Linked DNA regions of Sus scrofa: region 1 is linked to region 2. Evidence: chromatin contacts called from public promoter capture Hi-C data. All regions are on one chromosome and are shown on one strand. The core of a region is the stretch at or near the end of the contact, and the rest is flanking DNA. Distances in the headings are between cores, read along the strand shown. Region 1 has its middle 47 kb from the start of SMG1. Region 2 holds the start of SYT17 (synaptotagmin-17).

The links. Promoter capture Hi-C pulls out the DNA fragments that hold promoters and counts their contacts.
Region 1: a promoter capture Hi-C map of liver shows a contact between it and region 2, with 20 times the contacts expected there. A contact is called at or near these places in 5 of 5 promoter capture datasets (fetal liver, fetal skeletal muscle, liver and 1 more), 28 of 47 Hi-C or Micro-C datasets (adipose tissue, alveolar macrophages, blood and 15 more) and 2 of 2 datasets of targeted methods (alveolar macrophages and skeletal muscle).

What each region holds. Positions count from the first base shown.
Region 1 is chr3:26,604,839-26,609,738 of Sscrofa11.1, reverse strand. No RefSeq gene overlaps it. Among named protein-coding and RNA genes, the nearest start is that of SMG1, 47 kb to the left of the region's middle.
Region 2 is chr3:26,445,494-26,450,550 of Sscrofa11.1, reverse strand. SYT17 (synaptotagmin-17) reads right to left here and starts at 3,248. Exons shown (of 12, transcript XM_021086545.1): 1 at 2,816-3,248. The coding sequence starts at 2,830.

The DNA of each region.
Region 1 (4,900 bases), core at 1,464-3,963, 160 kb before region 2:
CAGTGGGTTAAGGATCAGGCATTGCTGCAGCATCAGTTTCAGATGCAGCTTGGATCCGGTATTGCTGCAGCTGTGGTGTAAGCCCCAGCTGTGACTTCAGTTCGACCCCTAGCCCAGGAACTTCCATATGCTGCAGGTGCGGCCCTAAAAAAGAAAAAGAAAAGAAAGAAAAGAAAAGAAATAAGATTGCTAATTTAGATATGAGACTAGCTAGGAAAAAACCAAAAATCTTAGTTGGGGTTAATTTCATTACTGTCTATAAATTCCCCAGGCTAGGGGTCAAATCAGAGCTGTAGCTGCCAGCCTACACCACAGCCACAGCAATGCCAGATCCTTAACTCACTGAGGGAGGCCAGGGATCAAACCTCATAGATACTAGTTGGATTTGCTATTGCTGAGGCTATAACATTATAGCTGATCACACGCTTACAGGAGATTAAAGGGACTGTGTTTGATCAGTTGTGGCTCATTCAACAAAATCTTGGGACAAAAAAAGGCTGTATTCTCTCTTGTGTCAGATGAGGGACATGAAGTCTATTTAATTAAGAAATCCTCTAGTTCAGGGGTCATCGATTCTTTTCTATAAAGGGCCCAATGGAAAATATTTTAACGTTTTGGGTCAAGCATCTGCAGGATTACCCAACAGTCTTTAGCAGGAATTCAGTCATAGAGAATATGCACAAGAATGGGCATGCCTGTGTCCCAATAAACTTTATTTACAAAAACACTTTTAACAGGACAGATTTGGCTTGTAGGCACAGTTGGTTAACCTTTGCTGGGACTTTTTTTTTTAGGGCCACATCCATGGCATATGGAGGTACCCAAGCTAGGGTTTGAATCAGAGCTGCAGATGCCGGCCTACGCCACAGCCACAGCAGCACCGGATCTGAGCCACATCTGCGACCTACACCACAGCTCATGGCAATGCCGGATCCTTAACCCACTGAGCGAGGCCAGGGATCGAACCGGCAACCTCCTGGTTCCTAGTCAGATTTGTCACCACTGCACCATGACAGGAACTCCTCTGCTAGGACTTCAACTCCAGGAGCTGTGCCCTCAACCACTAGGTGCACTATCGCATGTATACTACTTCAGGGGCACTGGGCCTCTCTTTAGCCAGCTGGTTAGTCCTCTACTGATGCACAGACACCAGCCTGTGGTGGGCGCTGGATCTCTAGGAGGTGACCAGGCTGAGAGGTTGTGTTGGTCTTGAATACAATGAATTGTTTTTTCTTTGTTTTTGCCCCCTGGGATTTTTTTTTGAGAAGTTTTATTGAGTAGAGTTGATTTATAAGATATGGGTTGTTTTTTGTTCTGAGATGACTAAGTCATCTTTCAAGCCCCCTCTACCCTTCCCCAATGCCAAGGGCAGTCAGTTCACAGAGCAGCCAAGCCTAGTCCTTCAGCCTCTCGATGCCTTAACACAGCTGTTGATCTTGGAGCAGTTATGGAAAGGCTGGATAAGGGAGTTCCTGTTGTGCCTCAGTGGATTATGACCTGATTAGTACCCATGAAGATGCAGGCTCAATCCCTGGACTCACTCAGTGGGTTAAGGATCCTCCAGCATTGGGGTGAGCTGTGGTGTAAGTTGCAGATGTGGCTTAGATCCCAAGTTGCTGTGGTTGTGGTGGAGGCCAGCAGCTGCAGCTCCAATTCAACACCTAGCCTGGGAACCTCCATATGCCTCAGGTGCAGCATTCCACCCCCCTAAAAAAAAGAAAAGGCCAAAAAAAGAAAGAAAAGAAAATGCAGCTTGGGCTAGAGTTCTGAGGCCCATGGAAGCCAAGTAAAAGAATTTTAATTTGGGAAGTTCCCATTGTGGAGAAGCAGGAACGAATCTGACTAGTAACCCTGAGGTTGCTGGTTCAATCCCTGGCCTCACTCAGCGGGTTAAGGATCTGGTGTTGCCGTGAGCTGTGGGGTAGGTCGTAGATGTGGCTCAGATCCCACATTGCTGTGGCTGTGGCATAGGCCGGCAGCTACAGCTCCTAATCGTCCCCTAGCCTAGGAACCTCCATTTGCCAAGGGTGCAGTCCTAAAAAGCAAATTAAAACAAAAAAACCCAAAAAAACAAAGAAAGAAAGAAAGAAAAACAATCTTCATTGGGAACCAACACGTTTTGTTATTACAGGGGTGTGACACGATCAGTTTGCCTTTTAGGATGCTGCTGCTGCTGCTGCTGCTGCTGCTGCTGCTGCTGCTGCTGCTGCTGCTGCTGCTGCTGCTGGCAGTAACTCCAGGAGATGGAGAGAAAGGTGAGAGATTAGAAGCAGCAGATCCATTTGGGAGTAATAATGTAACTGCTGAGAGAGTGAGATGCTTAGGCTTCTGTAACAAAGTGAACTTAGAATAAGATGTTTGTTTCTCTTTCACATAACAGTCCATGTTGGAGGTCTAGGGCTGGGATTGTGGGACTTGGGCTGCTGCTGCTTCTTTTTTTCTCTCTCTCTCTTTTAAAATTAAATTAAATTGTACTTTTTTATTGTTGGGCTTCTTCCATCTTGTTTTGCATTCTCAACACAGCTTCCACCTTAGGGTTCAAAAACCTGCCTGCGTATCTACATTCCAGCTAGAGAGAGGAAGAGGGAAGGTGAGTGGAAGACAAGCTCCTCGCCTTTAAGAGCACAAACTGGAAACTGCATACATTACCTCTGCTGCCACGTCATAGGTCGGAACTCAGTCACATGGCCACACCTGAAGCAAAGGAGGCTGCGAAATGTAGTCTTCATTCTGGTTGGCCATGCCTTCGGGAAGGAAGGTGAGATTAGTCAGGAGGGACAGCTAGCCTTCTCCATCCCAGCCCTCACAAGGATGAGGGAGACAAGGTGCCAGCATCAAGGGCTCTTTCTGAGCTGTAACAGGATTCAGCAGTTGAATGAATGAGGGGGATGAGAGGAAGGGAAGGACCTCGGATGACAGTGAGGTTTCTTACTTCTTACTGATTAAGCAGACACTTGGCCCGTGGGGTCTGGAACACCTACACCCCCTCAGCCCCCCGATACGTGCCGCTCCTCCCTTGGCAAATACAAAACTTCTGATGATTCTTCTCTTCTCCCCAGCTCACTGGTCTCCACCCCCAAATGTACTGCCAGCTGCTGTTTACTTAGGAAATGAAAACTAATTTTAGTGATAACTTTAGAACAACCTAATTTCAAAGCAAATCAGCTGCTACCATCACATATGGACAAGGGACATCAAAGGCAAATAGCTATGACTTCGGACCTACAGGTTCTGTGAAATTATCTATGCCACCGCCTGACTCTACTGTGGATGTTAAGATAACCATTTTCCCCATGAATTCTGAAAAGACCACGTTCATTGCATTCGCTTTTTCCTCCACCTGGAATGTTGTTCCGTTAAGGTCTCTGCTCAAATGTCATCTGATCAGGGCCAGGCTGTGCCAACCAGCACCCACTCACCCTGCTCATAGTCACCACCCGCTTAACCACTTTAGCGTTAGTCACAGGACCGATCACCATTTGTATGTATATTGATATATCTACTTGTCAAGGAATTTATTGTATCTCCTCACACCTTTAGTAGGTTACAGGCTCCATGAGGGCAGCAGCTCGTGCCTTCTGGTCACTGCTGTTTCTCCAGTACCTAGAACCGGTGGAATATCTTGACATCTGTTTTTGCATGGCCTGCAAAAGTGGAAGGTATGAAAAATGGACACTTCAAACAAGCTCCTGGTGGCAATGTTATTCAAAAACCCAGTTTTCTGGGGGTTCCCACTGTGGTGCAGTGGGTTTTGGATATGGTGTTGCCAGAGCTGTGGCATAGGTTGCAGCTGCAGTCCTTGGCCTGGGAACTCCCATATGCTGCGGGTGCTGACAAAACCAAACCCCTGCCACATTTTTCTGGTAAACAATTTGGCTTGACTTTCTATGTGTCAATCCCAAGGATATTATCAACAGTCTAGACAAATATTTACAATAGAGATTGACAAATCTTTTCTTTTCTTTTTTTTTGGTATTTTTGTCTTTTTAGGCCACACCCGAGGCATATGGAGATCCCTGGGCTATAGCAGCCGCTGGCCTACATCAGAGCCATAGCAATGCCAGATCTGAGCCTTGTCTGAGACCCACACCACAGCTCATTGCAATGCTGGATCCTTAACCCACTGATCGAGGCCAGGGATCAAACCCGTGTCCTCTAACTGCTGAGCCAGGACAGGAACTCCGAGATTGACAAATCTTTTCTGTAAAAAGCCAGATCATAATTATTTGATGCTTTGGGGACATATAATCTCTCTTGCAACTACTCAGCTCTGCTAGGATAGCAGTGGTGGATAAGAAGGAAAAGAATGGGTGTAACAATAGAATTTTATTTACAAAATAGGCTGAGGGCTGGATTTGGCCCATAAGGCCATAATTTGTTGATTTAGATTTAGAATGAAATGTCATTTATAATGGCATATATTGAGAATATTTCTAAATAGTCAACCATTGGGGATTACTTAAAGCATACCACATCCATAAGATAAAAAATATGTAGCCATTTTTAAAAATGGTGTTTTCTAAGAAATCATAATGAACTGGGAGTTTGTTTAGAGCAGCATAGATGAGAATCAGGTTAGCCATTAATTAAGAGTTTGAACTTTGGAGTGAAAAACATCTAAACTTGATTCCAAATTTGGGCACTTACTGGCTATTTGACCCTGGGAAAATTGCTTAACTTCTGGTAAATCTTAATTTTTTTTTTTTTAAAGTGGGGACCAAAAAATGTATCTATCTTGCAATGTTATCGAGAGATATACAGCATAATGCCCAGTGTATAATAAGTGCTTAGCAAATAATTATTCTCAAATGGGGACATTCAAAATGGATTTATTTTTGTAATTTCATGAGTTGCTGGAAGCAAGCATTGCTGGGCAAGCCCTCTCAAAGTAGCTCCAGTT
Region 2 (5,057 bases), core at 1,999-4,498:
ACGGTAGTGAAATACAGTTGCCATTTCATGACATTTTTTAAAGTTAAAAAGAAGCACGAATCCATTTATAGAAAAAAATTAAGTCAATAACAGCACAGGTGGTACACAGCTCATGGAAAAAACTCAAAATCCTTGAAGTGATAAGGGATTTGCTGCAGCTTGGTAAACAAAGTCTCTCGGGGATCACACGCTCTTCTAAAAGCAAGACTCGGAAGTGCATACACAGAGCAAGACCTAAAGATGCGCGCGGGGGGGGGGTGGAATTAGGGAGCCTATAGCTGAGTAAAGAAGCACTAGTCCTGGCCTCCCCAATGGCCAATCAGGGGACTTAGGCAAGTCAGGGGCCACTCTGAGCCTCCACTACTTCCCTTCTCTAGTGGAAGGGCTAAGCTAGGACACCGACTAGGAAAATGCTTTGTGCTGCCCGGCTGCACCATATCTGCACCGTTTCTGTGGCTTATGAGAACCAGATGGCTTGTCAAGTCCAATAAGAACCCATCAGGCACCACGGACCATCCTGGCTGATATAGCACTGAACACAGCAGCAAAAAACTAGGCCCTCACGGGGCTTATACGAGAAAGTGCTTTGAAACGCTTATGGCAAAAGGTTAGGATAAAGTGATGCTTTTTCACAACGATCCAGGTTCACAGGGAGGCATTTCTTATTCGGTGACCAAAAGAGAACCCCTTTTAAGACCATGCATGATGAGCAGAGATAAGGCCACCTCAGGGACCCCTGAGTGAAGAACAACCACGCAGCTTTCTCAAGGCTCAGGTGCAAAGTGAGTGTCTGGGAGCAAAGAGAAACCAAGAAAGATGAAGAAAGAGGAAAGAGAAGACGCTCCGTCACTCCCAGGCGTGCCAAGACTCTTTGGGACTCGGTTCATGTGTTTGACACAATGGAGGAGAACTGATTCCAGCCAGGGAAAAAAAGAGAGAGAGAAAGAAGGAGAACCCAGATATTCTAAAACATGTGTGCAAAACCATGGCTCACAGGTCAAATCCAGCCTGCAGCTTGTTTTCCTACAGCCCTCCAGCTAAGAATGGTTTGTACCTCTTTAAATGGTTGAAGAAAAAAAAAAAGCAGAGATGATTAATACTTTGCGAATCAGACAAAATATACATAATTCAACTTCAGTGTCCACAAATAAAGTTTTATTTAAACACAGCCATGTCCATTCATTGACTATTGTCTATGAAACTGTTTAGGGCCACGGTCAAGAAGTAAATAGGAATGACACAGACCATGCAGCCCTCAAAGAAAAAAATGTATTTACTACCTGGTCTTTTACAGAAAAAGTTAACACCTTGTTCTAGAAGAAAAGTCAACATCATCGGGCCATCCTCATATCAGCTGCGTAACAAATGCCCCCCTGATCCCCGCCATCTCCCCTTTTCGCTTCCATGTCCCCTAAGCACCTGTGTGGCCTTGGGCAAAGCATTTCACTTCTCTGTGCTGAAGCCTGTTCTTTTTTTTTTTTTTTCTTTTTCTTTTTGGCCACATCCACAGCCTGTGGAAGTTGCCAGGCCAGAAATCGAACCCCCACCACAGCAGCAACCCGTGCCTCAGAAGTGACAATGCCAGATCCTTAACCCTCTGAGCCACAAGGGAACTCACAGACAGCAGTTCTAACAGGGTTCATCTCTCATTGGATTATGCCTTCAGAGGGACAGGGACCGTGCTGTTTCCTGGCTGTGTGTGGTCACCCAAGTGTTTGCTGAGCCACTGTTGAATAGTCATCCCTCCCAACAACAGCCACACAGTAGGTGAACAGTATATGTGACCTTCGCTAAACTTGAAAAGATGACCTAGGGATTCGGTGAAAGGTAAGTCCGTGGAGCGAATCTAAGCCAGGAGAGGGATGGGGAGGCCAGAGCCAGGTGGCAGAGGACAGAGTTCCTGGCAGCTGGAAAAGTCTAAGGACAAGATGAGGGGAGATGTGGGCCAAAGAGGAAGGAGGGGACCAGCAGCCCCCCAGCTGTAACCAAGGGGCGAAGAGAGTCCAGATGGACCTTGAATGTGGGAGCCTGTAGGTTTCTCTGCCAGGCGTAGAGGACCCAATCTCAGAAGCAAGCAGCTCCAGCGGGTCTGACAGCGGTGACCTTGGCGCTGACACGTCGCCACTTCCCCCCTTGTATTGAGGCAAAAGGTCTCTTAGTCCGCAGCCCCCCAAAAGGGGCACTTGGAAATTATTTCTGCCTAAGGATGCTTGGGGGGTGTCCCCCAGATGATGGGGATCCACAACTCCCAAGACCCCAAGGCAACGGCCTAAAGTAATCGGCTGCCCCCCCCAACACAACCAGCGTGCCTCTGCTGTGTCCCCACCCCTCAGCACCCAGTGACCGGGAGAGACGACGTCCTCGTCCCTCCTGGCCGGAACAGCTGCCTCAGGCTCGCTCCGCCGGCCAATTAGCCGGAGCCGTCACCAAGGCAACGGCAGCTGGCGGGCCGGGTGGCTGGCGCGCCCCGGGCCGCCCTCCCCGCGGCCCCTCCCCTGGGGTGGGGTGCGCCAGGGGAGGGATGGGGGAAGGGGGGTAAAGTCCGCCCCACCCCCCCATTCCCAACCCAGGAGGCGAGGGCGCGCGTGCCGAGTCCACTTGGGGCCCTTCGCGCCGGGGTGTGGGGGTCCCCAGCCTCTTCTCCTGGGGCGCACCCCCGCTGCTACACAGGTTGCCCGCGCTCGGGCACCCTTTTTCTCCAGGCAAGTTTGTGGCAGCCCAGCCGTGTGCCCTCCCTTCCACGCGCTCACAGCCGGAGGGGGCGCGGCACCCCCCCACCCACACCGCGGACCTGGCCCCCCGGCCTCAGCCCTACCTGGATGTACGCCATTTTCGCCCGCGCGCACTCACTCCGGCCCGGGCATGGCGCCGCCACGGCCACTTTGCCCTCGCCAACCGGGGAGAGGGGAGAAAGCAAAGGGGAAGAAGAAGAAAAAGGCAGCCGGGTGGCCCCAGACGTGACTGGCGTGGCTGATGAGCGGCGCCCGCCCCTCTGCCGGCCGCCCCGTCCTTGCCTTCCCCTGCGTTCTGGCTCCTGGAGTCGGGGCCGCCTCCCAGGTTGGGAAAGCTCGGGCGCCCAGGGTCCCCGCCTCGGCCTCCCTCGCGGTCCCGCACTCCCCCCGAGGCGCTGCCCAGGCTGGATTAAGGCCGGAGCGCCTGAGGAGGGAGCCCGGGGCAGCCGCGGGGACTGCAGCGACCCCGGCGCAGGCGGGGCCGGAGACGCTGGGGCCCGTGCGCGCCAGAGGCGGGGGAGGGGACCGGGATGGGGAAGAGGGTGGGAGGGGGCGGTGCGCAGGTCAGTCCATCCGGTCGGCACCGGGGCTGGCACCTACCGAGAGCAGGGCCCCCGGGGCAGCCGTGAAGCTGAAAGGGCACGGTCCAGCCCGCCGTGGAGTCTAGAGCTGGGAGGGTCCTCCCCAACCAGCCCTCTCCCAGACCAGGTTGGAAAAACTTTATTCCCGCCCCACCCGACGCGCCTAGAACTGCTGCGGTGAGGCAGTTCTAAACGAATGGGAACCTCAAGATAACGTGGGGCCTAGGGCGCCCCCAGAGAGGTGCCGCAGCCCGGCGGCAGGGGCGCGCGGCAAGATCGGAGCGTCCCTTTACCCTAAATCTATCTGCCCGACTTGCGCCCAGGGCGCAACAGGTCTGGCGCGGGGCGGCCCAGCAGCGCCACCCAGCGTCGCGCCCCGCGTACTGCGCGTCTCTGCCCGCTCGAAGCTCCGCGTCGGAGAGCGTGCGCCCCCGGGGCGTGTCCACCCGATTGCCATCCTGGCTGCCCGCCCGCGTGGCTGGATCGTCCCGGGGCCTGGAGGCCTGCCCCCGAACCGGTCCTCGCACCCCAAGACCACAGAGTTGGGGCTGGCTATCCACTGAGGGATGTGGGATGGAACCTTGCCCTGCGCCGGTTCTCTTTTTAAAACGCTGTGGTATCGCCAGTTGCCAGTCACCAGTTTGCCAACCTTTTAACCTCCAGCGCTTGTCTTTTCATCAGTAAAAAATGCATAAAACCTCTGCCCTGCCCATCCTCCGGGGCTGTTTTGTGGGCGTGAAAGGGGAAATGAATGTGAAAGTCATACACGAAAGATGTACCATACATCCGTATAAACATTTTGTGTAAATATCTAGCATACATATACATTTCTAAGTGTGATACAATATTTCATTTGTAGCGCGTGGCATGTAACACATGTGAGCAGTTATGATTTCGCAGGCATGTGCTCAGTCCTTCACAGGCGTTACTTCATTTTGTCCTCCACCTTCCTCCCTTCTGTATCTCCAGGTAGGTGCCTGACCAGCATGGGCACTCAGTAAATGTTTTTGGCATCGCGCTGGAGAAAACCATACTTTAAAAAGACACATGGACCTCAGTGTTCATTTGCAGCCCTATTCGCAGTAGCCAAGACATGGAACCAACGTATAAGGGCCATCACCAGAGGAATGGATCAAGAAGATGTGAGACACACCCAGTGAAATTCTGCTCCACCATAAAAAAGAATGAAATAATGCCTTGTACAGCCACATGGATGGGCCAAGAGATTACCATACTAAGTGGAGTTAGACAATGAAAGACAGACATCCTATGATATCACCTGTATGTGGAGGAAAAAAAGGATACAAATGAACTTATTTGCACCACAGAAACAGACTCACAGACTTTGAAAACAAACTTGTGGCGACCAAAGGGGACAGGTTGGGGGGGGTGGACAGGGGTTTGGGGACTGGCATGTGGACCCTGAGGTATATGGAATGACCAGCCAACAGGGACCTCCTGTATAGCACAGGGAACTCTATCCGATCGATATTCTGTGACAATCCATGTGGGAAAAGAGTCTGAAAGAGAATGGGTGTGTGTCCATGTAAAACCAGATCACTTTGTTGTACAGTGGAAATCACGACATTTTAAATCAACTACACTTCTCCCGTGAGGCTCAGAGAAGGCTTCTTGAGGGGTGACCTTTCCAAAGAACTGAAGATAAGGAGAAGATTCTTCTAGACCCAGTGGTGCTTCATGGGGTGGGGGGGAGAGCACGGTCTTAGAAATCGTAAAGTTACAT